Linked DNA regions of Zea mays: region 1 is linked to region 2. Evidence: chromatin contacts called from public Hi-C data. All regions are on one chromosome and are shown on one strand. Each heading gives the region's core, a stretch centred on a gene start, on an enhancer-like site or on the middle of the called end of the contact. The rest is flanking DNA. Distances are from core to core; before and after follow the strand shown.

Region 1 (5,808 bases), core at 1,397-3,896, 440 kb before region 2:
ATCCACACAACCAGAGGGTACTTAAACAACAACAAGTAGAGATGGGTCCTCAAAATCCTCCACCAGCCGGAAATGATCCAGTTGTTGCAGCACATATGCAGATGATGCAATAGATGGCTGATATTATGGCAGGTATGCATGTGAAGATGTGGCAGGAATGCCAAGAGATGCGCTAGGAAAGGCAATATATGCGAGAGGAGATGCGTCAGGAGAGGATGGGGCGACAACTGCAAGTCCCATTGCCACCACCGCCACCACCACTTCCACCTCGGGACAAGCACCGAGAATTTATGAGCCACAAGCCGCCTACCTTCGCCAGTTCTCCAGATCCTCTACACGCCGACGACTGGTTGAAGTCAGTGGAGAAGATGCTAAACATTGCCCAATGCTCTGACCGGGAGAAGGTTCTCTATGCTTCTGGTCGTCTGACTGGTCCTGCTGCTGATTGGTGGGATTCTTATGTTGCTGCCCATGACGCTGCTAACACTATTACTTGGGCTGAATTCACCACACAGTTTAGAAACTACCACATTCCTGCTAGACTGATGAAGATTAAAAAGAAGGAATTTATGTCATTGAAGCAAGGCAACATGTCTGTCAGCGAGTACCGTGACAGATTCATTGAGCTATCAAGATATGCTCCTGATGAGGTGGCTGATGATGAGAGAAAGCAAGAGCACTTCACAGAAGGACTCACTGGGCCACTGCAATATGCATTGGTTGCTCATACCTTCCCATCATTTTAGAGGCTTCTTGATAAAGCTCTAGCTATTGAACACAAGTGTGTTCAACTGGGAGACATGAAGAGGAAGGCCATTACCCAGGGGCAGGGTAGCAACAGTATTCGCCGATGCTACGTTCCGCCCTAGGGTACACCAGCTCATCCTGGAGGAGGACCACACCCAACTTAGTACACTCCACAGGGGACTCTTCAGACACCCCACACTCGTCAGGCTGCCCCCACTAGCACCCCGACGAAGCCTACATGACAGAAGATGTGCCCTACATGCTTCAAGTGCAGTCAGATTGGGCACTATGCAAATGCTTGTCCAGTGGAGAATTCCAGTGCACCAGCTCAGAACAAGCAACAGACTCCCGACAAGGGATTCAACATTGCCAGGGTTAACCAAGTCAGTGCTGAGGCCACTGCTGATGGTGCAGACATCGCTATCAGTATGTTTTACATTAATGTAATTCCAGCAGCATTATTATTTGATTCTGGAGCTATGCATTTGTTTATTTCTGCTCGATTTGCAACCACCAATGAATTACCACTACAAAATATGAAAACGCTTATGCTAGTAATTACACCTAAGGGACCTATTGAAGCAAACTATATGACACACAGATTAACACTAACAATTATGGGAAGGGAATTCTGGTCTACACCCATAGTATTAGAAGAAAGCAATATAGATCTGATTCTCAGGATGTCCTAGTTGAGGAAAGCAAAGGCAGTTACACACTGTGATAAGGGAACCGTAGAACTCACCAGTTCCAAGGGAGAACGATTTGAAGTAGAGATTACCATAACCACCTATACCAGACCTGCCATATTTTAGTAGATGGAGAATTCGTGGGTAGAAACATCCGAGTTGTTAGAGACTTTCCAGATGTATTTTTCCGAAGAGTTACCCGAAGTGCCACCAGATAGGGAAGTTGAGTTCGTCATTGATCTCTTACCTGGTACTGCCCCATTTCAAAAAGGCCATATATGATGTCAGTGGAAGAGTTAAAAGAACTTAAGAAACAATTAACGGAGTTATAGGAAGCAGGGTACATTCGTCCGACTTCCTCACCATGGGGAGCATCGGTACTGTTTGTACAGAAGAAGGATGGTTCACAACGGATGTGTGTGGACTATAGATCACTTAATGATGTCACCATTAAGAACAAGTACCCATTACCTCGTATCGATAACTTATTTGATCAGATGAGAGGTGCTAGGGTGTTTTCCAAGATTGACCTCAGGTCGGGCTACCATCAAATGAAGATTAGGCCATCTGATATTCCCAAGACGGCTTTCTCTACCCGATATGGTCTATATGAATTCACAGTCATGTCGTTTGGTTTAACCAATCCACTGTAATACCCAACTTTGGGATATAAAAGAGAAGAATAATCCTCATGTGTAATGTCATTTCATTTATGAGAACATTAGGAAACCTAATTAGATTGAATAATTTCTCAATAAAATATGCACCATGTGGAATTTATGTGCTGTTGCATCTATAAATCATAAGTATAACATTAATGAAGTTATGTGAGTGCCAAACTTGGAATTTAGATCAAACTTATTACTTAGGAAATAAGAAGAAAATAAATGAGATGAAGGATATGGGAAGTACTAAATAAATATATATAAATAAAAATACTATTTCATACTGATAAATTGTTTATTCTGAGCACTTAACCTTTATGATGGATCCACAACTCAAGTTTGAAATTCAAATAGTAGAATTTGAATACATAGAAAGGAAATTGGAATAGAATATAAAAAGGAAACTGTGTAAATGGGTCGGCCGCCACCATTCTAACCCAACCAGCCGATCCCGGCCCACGAGCGCCCAAGAGTACTTGACCACAGCTGATACACCCGCGTGCCACTGTCAACTGTGCCCCACTCGTCGGCCTCTTCGGACGTATACCGGTCTCCTCTTTTGTGACGATGCCAGGTGGGCCTGGTGCGCCAGGTCGTCCGCTAACAGCATCGCCGAACTCCGCACAGACGCCTGCAACCAATTCGACCGAAATTGGCAGACCTCGACCTCCATAATCCAGGGTGCATCGACTGCAGCGCTTGGACCTCGCCATTACATGACCACCACCTCTTCCCCCTCGCCTCGTCGTAGTGATCAGAGCACTTGAAACACAGAGAATCGTGGGAGAGAGAAGGGAGAATGCGGCCGTGCTTGGTTCGTCGTAGAGTACCGAATCCTGCTGTCGATTAGAGCCAGGAAGTAGTCAGGGAGGATCGTGCGGTCGTTGGCAGGACATCTTCTTCCATGAATGGGCCTCGATTGCTCGCGAATTGCTCGCCGTGGCGGAAATTCTTCGCCGAGCCGCCAAGCTCCGTGGTCGGACACGACACCGTCTCGGATTACCCTAAGTAAGCGCCTATTACGTTCGTCTCATTCTCCTCTATGTTTGGTCCTACCGAATCGATGTTTAGGGCAGAATCGTGTAAGGTCAAACTGCGCGGCTATGGCGCCGCCGTGCCGGAGCTGGCGCGCCGCCGCTGCCAGGGGTCTGGTGAGGATGGTCACGCCTGGGCCATTGATGCGAGATGGGCGGCTGGGATTAGATTCCCCATACCGTTTTGGCCAAATCGCTGTGTAGCGTCCGATCTACATCTGATGGACGCAAACTGATCTCATTCACCTAATAGCTGATACCGTCGATCGGCCGATCAACGGTCCTTGTTAGAAGCGATAACCACACGTGTTATTAAATCGGGTCCGTCAATCTCGGATCCGATGGTCGACAGAGCGCGCCGGCTTATAATGTTTTTGATCAAAGCCTGGCCATCGGCTTATAATCCAACGACCGAGAATTAGAGATACCCCTTCGCTGCGCGTTTTTTGCAGAAAAGCCCTCCTGGTTTTAGAAAACCGACCCGCAGTCCGTCCTAGGGTTAACCTGAGTCTGGGGAAAACTTTTGGTTCAACCCCCGTAGTTCTCTATATTTAGTTCCCGGCCTAGAGAACAAAGAAATTGGATAAATACCTATAGAAATTGATTTTTGGTACACAAATAAATCAATAGACTTGTGAAATTCATATTTAATCCATCATAGCTCCAAATTAATTCATTCTAGTGGCATTTATTTTGTAATAATATTGTCTATCAACTAGTAGCTCTGTTTAATCATGAAACTTGAATTAAAATTATGCACTTGAATTATTCCATTCTAGGTACTAAATAACTTTGGAAATTCATAACTAAATAACTGTAACTCCGAATTTAGTGGTTCTTGTTCCTATGATCTCGTTACGCAGCGTAGAATATTATTATGCATTCTGTTCTGTTGTTTGGTATGATGTTAATTTGTGCTATAACATGTGTGTTTGTATTGTTGCGAGTAGACGAGCCAGCCACTGAAAATCTGGGGGTTCAGCAGGACGAGACTGCTGAGCAGTAGCTCATTGAAGGCAAGTTGTGTCCTTGATCACTTCTTTTTACCCAGTCATATTCTTATTAATCATAATGATCTGCATAGGTTAATTTTGATGGGATCCTTTAGGTTACCCTAGTTTGATTATCTTTGTACCTTGAATCCACTGAACTTTTTGGGTAGTACTTGCTATTGCTTTATGTGGTTTTGGGTATGGAGATACATTATTCATGATTACACTTTTATTATCAGTTTATTATTAATGTTCATGTTAAGGTCATTATGTTAATGGGAACATGGAGCGACCACCCGGGAAAACAGTGCTACCACAAGGATAGTATGGGATGCCCTTGGCTGATTAACTAGGAAAGCTAGTGGATGACTACCTTACCCGATAGGGGCAAGGGCAGTAGGGGAGTGGTAAGTGTAGGGAGGTCCTTGGGTTGATTTTTGCTGCGATGACGTTCAGGCGAGGGATCCCTGCACTGGAGCTTCCTATAAACTGTAACGGGTTTTCTAAAGCTAGTGTTACCCTGCCTCGCCTCCTCGGTAGAGGTGTATGGGATTCTCCGTCTCTTGGTAGATGGGTAACATGACTTGTGGGTAAAGATGTGCAACCTCTATAGAGTGTAAAACTGGTATACTAGTCGTGCTCACGGTCATGAGCAGCTCGGACCCTCACATGATTAATCTATGGAATTAAAATTCAATTTGTCATTTGCATCACATTGGGATTATTTTATTATTACTTTTATTTATTATTACTATGGTTTGGTATTCACTTACACTTAGTAACTGCTAATAAAATTTTGACCAACTTATAAAAGCAATGCTTAGCTACAACCTTTATTTTGTTGATCAGCCTTACACTTCACATGAACTCCCACCTTTTGGTGAGTTCATGCACATTATTCCCCACAACTTGTTGAGCGATGAACATATGTGAGCTCACCCTTGCTATCTCACACCCCCCACAGGAGAAGAATAGGTGGTTCAAGAGGAGCCGCCCAACGAGGAGTTCGACTTAATCTAGGTGGCGTCTCCCAGTCAACTTTGTGGCGCTAGGGAAATAAGATTTAGTTCATTTTATATTTATCATTTATTTTGTAAGACTTCCGCTATGTAATAAGTACATTTATGATATTTATGACATTTATCTCTATGCACTATGTTATTATGTGTGTTGTTCTTCCTTGGCGCACATATGGGATGCACCTGGCTTTATCCCTTAAATCCGGGTGTGACAGAAGTGGTATCAGAGGAAATGTTGACTGTAGGACGAAACCTAGATAGAAATGGACAAAACCCTTACCTACTTACCTTACTCTGATTCTTTCTATACTTTTCTTGATCCTGTCTCACCTTCTACTGTTCTACTCTAATTATTCTTACCTTTTCTATTCTAAGACAAGGAGGATTTCACACTTTGGAATCCTACATCCATCACCCTCTAAAGGGATAGAAGACCCAAGACAAAAATTAAAAAAAATATTTTCTCTTTTTAAAATGTTGGTTGATTGTTCTGATGATAATGTCTGATTTGCTTCTTTGATTGAATGAAATAGAATAGCTGGGCATCTTATCATGTACCACCAGAAGGTAATATATTATCTTTAGTAGGTGACACACTTAGCTAATAAATCCCCCAAAGTAACATGCCTCGTAATTACCTGCCTTGTCTACAATCCTTTCTT
Region 2 (5,263 bases), core at 1,218-3,717:
GTGGATCTGCAAAATTCAATGTGACTGGGTCTGCTTGGACTTAAGATATCGGCATCATCTTCGGCATCATCTCCATCGGTATTACCTTCGGCATCAGAAACGTTCTTCTCTGGAGTGTCCTTCTCTTCCCTTTAGCCAATCATATCAGAATCCTTCATAATTTCTGGAATAGGAGTCGTATCGGCTGTATCTATTTCCCCGCCTTCATTCATCAACCTAGCAATGGTCTAATTCTAGCCATTGCAGCTTTGAGTCGAAGCTAAACTGAGATTTTTTGGCACTAAAGGCGAAGCACAGTCAAAAACTGAGAAGAATGAAAACACCTTCGGCTATAGTAAATTTTTTTGGCAGCACAACGATGCAAGTGCAATGAATGTTGTAAAAACCTAACGCCAACCAATTTGTTTATATAGCCTTGCAGGCGGAGAAGGCGAACCACCGCGCCAGTCACTTTTTTATTCATTTTTTAATAACAAGCTCAGAGAAGATTTTTTTCAGACCTTCGGCATTCAGAGGCCTTTGTATGTTTCACGGATCGAGCTCGTTATTAAAAAATGATCTAGCACCGCGAAGGGCTACTGTTGGGGTATCTCTCTACCGAAGGTCCTCAGAATAAAACTAACTGCTTTGATTCATCTAACAGACATGCTACACACTAAATGCCGATGATAAAATAGCGAAATGAGGAACGCAAGGGATATGACAAAGCTTCGGCAATCATCGCGATGATAGCTTCGATACAAGCTAGTTCCGAAGGTCTCGTAACAAACCAATTCAAGAGTAGAAAGACAACTCTATCCTTGATACTTGTGTTAAGACAAATGTATAGAGATAGAGGGTACAATTATAATTTCACTTGGGTTATGTCCCAGGCCTATAAATAGATGAACAGTACCCCATACTGTTCATGGGGTCATTGGAAAGGCTTATTCAAGAGAGCTTGAGACACATTTTTGATTGTCCATTTCCTGAAGGTCACCCTTATATTTCCCTTCGAGCAAAGCCGAAGGTATAAATGTAATCATTTACCGTTGTAATGTCTGAAGTATGGTTTTATTAACATCATTAAATGATAAGAAGAAAGATTCATCCCTCGTTATTTGCTTATCATTCATTAAATATGAAACGTTTTTGTTCTGTCATTAATCTTCGATCATAAACAACCCTCGAAGGAGGATTGTTTCATGATTGAAGTTAATCATCTCCCTTTACCCTCGTCCAGGAATCATTATCTTTGAAGAAGATAACGCTTTCAGGGACGAATGTCCGTAACATTTTACATTGTGTTGCCTTTTACCTCTAAACATTTATTCGCACCCATATAACCAACAAAAACATATGATATGTATTTGTATGAAAAAAATAGAAAAAAATAAAACTAGGTCGTGTCGAAGCCTGCCATGCCACGCCTTAGCCCAGGCACAGCCCAGTGACCAGGCCAAGCCGTCATGGGCTCGGTTCGCTATGTGTCGTGCTGGTTTCGAGCTGGGCACAACCAGTGTCGGGTTTCAAGCCATCCGGCAAGCCCCGGCTCGCCTGGACATGTATACAAGTGATTCAAAAGTAGCTTTCTGTTTTCATTTGCATTTCACATCATGACGAAAAATCTGATGATCCGTTTAGATGTCAATATTTAAGGCATGAAATTGAATTTGGTATTGAAATGATGTAATTCTAATTATATTGTTTGAATATTACTGAATTGGAGTTTGAAATTTTGCGGCCTAATTCTACACAATACGGAGGGCGATGCTATGTATTGAGAGAAAGAGTTTCTAGTTATAGTTCAATTCCAGATAATTGAGTCTCTGATTTTAAATCTCAATTTCATGTTTAACCAAATGGAGAGAATTTTGGAAAGCTAATCATTTGTAATTCCGTACTTCAGTATCTATATCTGGGTATGATCGATCATCGTCATGTTGCTGCACAAAGGGTCATCTCCCAGTATCCGGAATTCCTCATCTGCCATGGTTCTGTAGCCCCACGAGAGAGACTGAACTAGAGACAAGGATTTGGAAATCCTCATCCGATCTCGGCTCTCAAGGCCACCGCCTACTGAAGAGTGAAGATGGTGTATTATTTTAGTATGTTGTAAGCATGCCTGTCGAAGTTGGGGTGGAGTTCACGGCTGCGATCAGCGACATAGTCCGCACTCTCGAAGTTGAGAGCGCGCCTAGCCGTAGCCGGTGGTGAAGGTGAAGGCGCTGGACCTGAAGGTGGGCGGGCCGACGAGCTCGAGGACAGTGGCCAAGGCCGCCGGTGCGACACGTTGCCGTCAGGCGTCAGCGAAAGCGAATCCTCCACCTCCCCATCGGACTTGAGGGATATCAAATAGACTTTTTCCTTTCGAAGACCCATCGTAGGCCCAGCTACAGCCCATTTAGCCCATCTCGCGACTACAGTGTACAGCCGCAAATCGGGAGAAGGGGTTTTTATGTCTCCTCGCCCGCTCCGAATCAGCTCGAGGTAGCAGCTCCCCCCGCAAAAACCCTAGCTTTACCTCCCCACAAGCGCCTCCAAGATGAAGCTCGTCAGGTAAGCCAGCATCCCCCTGTTTCTCCCCTTTCCCCCTCCATTCGTTTCAGTCTGCTGATTCGTTTGGTGCAATTTTCGCCCGAATCGGTGCGGATTTTGGCGCGGGAATTGCGCTTTTACAGGTTCTTGATGAAGCTGAACAACGAAACGGTGACCATCGAGCTTAAGAACGGCACCGTCGTACACGGAACCATTACCGGTATGACGTCATGCGAACTTTACCACTGTGGGAATTAGAGGTGCGGGGCACCTTTAGGTGTGCGGGCTTAGAAAGTAGCTTAATACTGTGTTTCTGGCTGTAACCTAGGAACATGTGACCAACAGAGCTACTATATGATCTTTTATTGCCATCCTGTTTCCGCTTGGTCCAAATATGGTGAATTTTATTCATCTATAGTAAGGCAATATATTCTAGTTATTCCTTCCATATAACATGTGACTTGCAACACCATGTTGCCGTTTTGGGTAATTCACTTTAATTTTTGCATTGCTGCCAGTATTGGCTGTTATAAATCTGATTTGAAGTGTTGGTGATTTTTATAGTTTCTAATGTTTGGTTTCAATGGGTAATGTTGCTCCTGCATACCAAAGTTGTGCTTAAACTGGATAATTTTTAGGCGATTTCTGTCGTCCAATGTGAAATGAAAGATTTCTAGATGCAACCTAAACCAAAATTAGTACAGTTTTCTGAGTTTCTTCTAAGTTAGGCATCGTGAAAATGGAGGGTGGACTGAACATTTATTTGTGCTTCACAGACCATGTTTTCCCTAACAAAAAAGACCATGTTTACTTTTCTTGTAGACATCTTTTTCCCCTAGGGTTCAACTTTCATGTTTACTGGCTTAATTTAGGATAGTAATTATTTTCAAGTCCTCATCATATGTTTGAATTTTCAAGAAATTCATTTTATCTACATTGCCTGCTCTAGATAGTATGGTAGGGTATATGCATTGTCCTTTATATATTGGAGTAATCCTACGTAGCATTAATAGTCACAGTGTAATGTTTCTTTTATAGGTTATCCGGTCGATTATGGTTTACATATACGGACAGCTATCTTCAGATAGTTAAGTAATTTTCATGTTGTTTAGAACTTACCATATGACACTGTTATTAACACCTAAGATTAGAGAATATTTCTGTCATTTTTTGGTGATTAAAAAAAATTGTCCATCTAATTTCAGTCCTTACAAGAACTCCACAAATGGATGTGATCAAACCAGCACAAAACTCCACAAATCTTAGATTTTGCATCTTTGGTAGCATCATTGGTTACTCCATACCGGTATAGCTAAACATGGCAATCCCTGCCAACATGCAAAAATCTGAAGCAGGGTGAATTTTGAATTTTGATCTTGAGCTATTGTTGAATGTCTCTTACAAAATGTGTAGAAATGCTATTATGGCATTTAACTAGGTTGGTAAGCTGCCTAAATACATATAGGCAGGATATTTCAATGTTTGTTTGTTTAGAAATTTGAATTTGAAGTGACATGAGGTGTAAGATTACAGATTTCGCCAGCAAACAACAATGGCTAGTCTTTTAATATTATATTTACTGGCCTTTAATTTGTCCCCATATCATTGCATCTGACAGCATCTTTCACATGATTTTATTATAGTCAGTTTTTAACATCCCATTAAAATTCTCTCCCATTCCATCAGATTTTACAGTAATCCTAGAATGATTATTCAGTAGTGTATTCTGATTTTTTGGACTTTGTAGGTGTTGACATCAGCATGAATACTCATCTGAAGACTGTGAAGCTGACACTAAAAGGGAAAAATCCTGTTACCCTTGATCACCTTAGTGTGAGGGGAAACAACATCCGCTATTATATCCTTCCTGACAGCCTAAACCTGGAGACTTTGCTGGTTGAGGAAACACCAAGGGTCAAGCCTAAGAAGCCTACTTCTGGTCAGAGTTCTTTTTCTCCCATTTCAACCTTCGAGATTTACCACCTGCTAGCATTATCATTTCATCCATCTTCATCAAAAACCAGGGAAGCCCTTGGGCCGTGGGCGTGGCCGTGGTCGTGGGCGCGGTCGGGGTCGGGGACGTTGAGCATGCTAGCTGCTTTTGGAAATTGCATTGCGTGCATCTGCAGTGTAATCTACATTCCTATCAATTGTACGAAGTATGCCTTTGATTATGCAACCATGTATCAATTGTTTTTTTTTGCCGTGGATTTATGTTGATGAGGTTACCATGTGATCATATGTTCTTTCCCTAGAACTTTTAAGAACAATTAAATACTATCTTTAAGACTTCTCTAGACACATCACACATAGCTCTTGTTATGCACTTTAGATATACAACGTACAATTATGTATCTATTTAGATATACATTATATATTGATGCAGAGTATCATATATCTATTAGCTATACATTATATCTAGATATAGAGTAAAAACACATATAGAAATATTAAAGGAAAAGGTCCAAATTACTTCCCTCACATGTGGACGATACCCATATAATCCCCTAAAGTATTTCTTTTTGTTTAATTTATCCTTCACATGTTTGAGTTTGTTCAATCTATCTCTTAATAAAACTGTCCTTTTTATTTCCTCATATATAAAATGAGTTTTCAATTCAAATTTTGTTGGTTAATAGCTAATGTCATATCTTAGCCTATATATATTACTATCTCCATATTTTTATATTTGCCGCTAAACACTACAAAAATAAACTTCAAAACGTCAAATAAAAAAATATGGAGG

What was found. A called contact is a pair of places that touch in the nucleus more often than the background predicts.
Region 1: a contact with region 2 is called in a Hi-C map of ear, with 4 times the contacts expected there. The contact joins the enhancer-like site here to the promoter of LOC100286216 in region 2. A contact is called at or near these places in 4 of 25 Hi-C or Micro-C datasets (ear, endosperm, leaf and 1 more).

Annotation. Positions count from the first base shown.
Region 1 is chr4:133,091,044-133,096,851 of Zm-B73-REFERENCE-NAM-5.0, reverse strand. No RefSeq gene overlaps it. Among protein-coding and RNA genes, the nearest start is that of LOC100191612, 86 kb to the left of the region's middle. Within about 2 kb of position 2,646, at least 16 of the 20 cell types and tissues checked have an H3K27ac peak or open chromatin away from gene starts, as enhancers often do. A contact at or near this core is called in ear, leaf and tassel, where this site is marked.
Region 2 is chr4:132,649,428-132,654,690 of Zm-B73-REFERENCE-NAM-5.0, reverse strand. It overlaps LOC100286216 (small nuclear ribonucleoprotein Sm D1), which reads left to right and starts at 2,467. Exons shown (of 5, transcript NM_001159104.2): 1 at 2,467-2,538; 2 at 2,661-2,737; 3 at 3,556-3,604; 4 at 4,265-4,456; 5 at 4,542-4,810. The coding sequence starts at 3,571. The coding sequence ends at 4,603.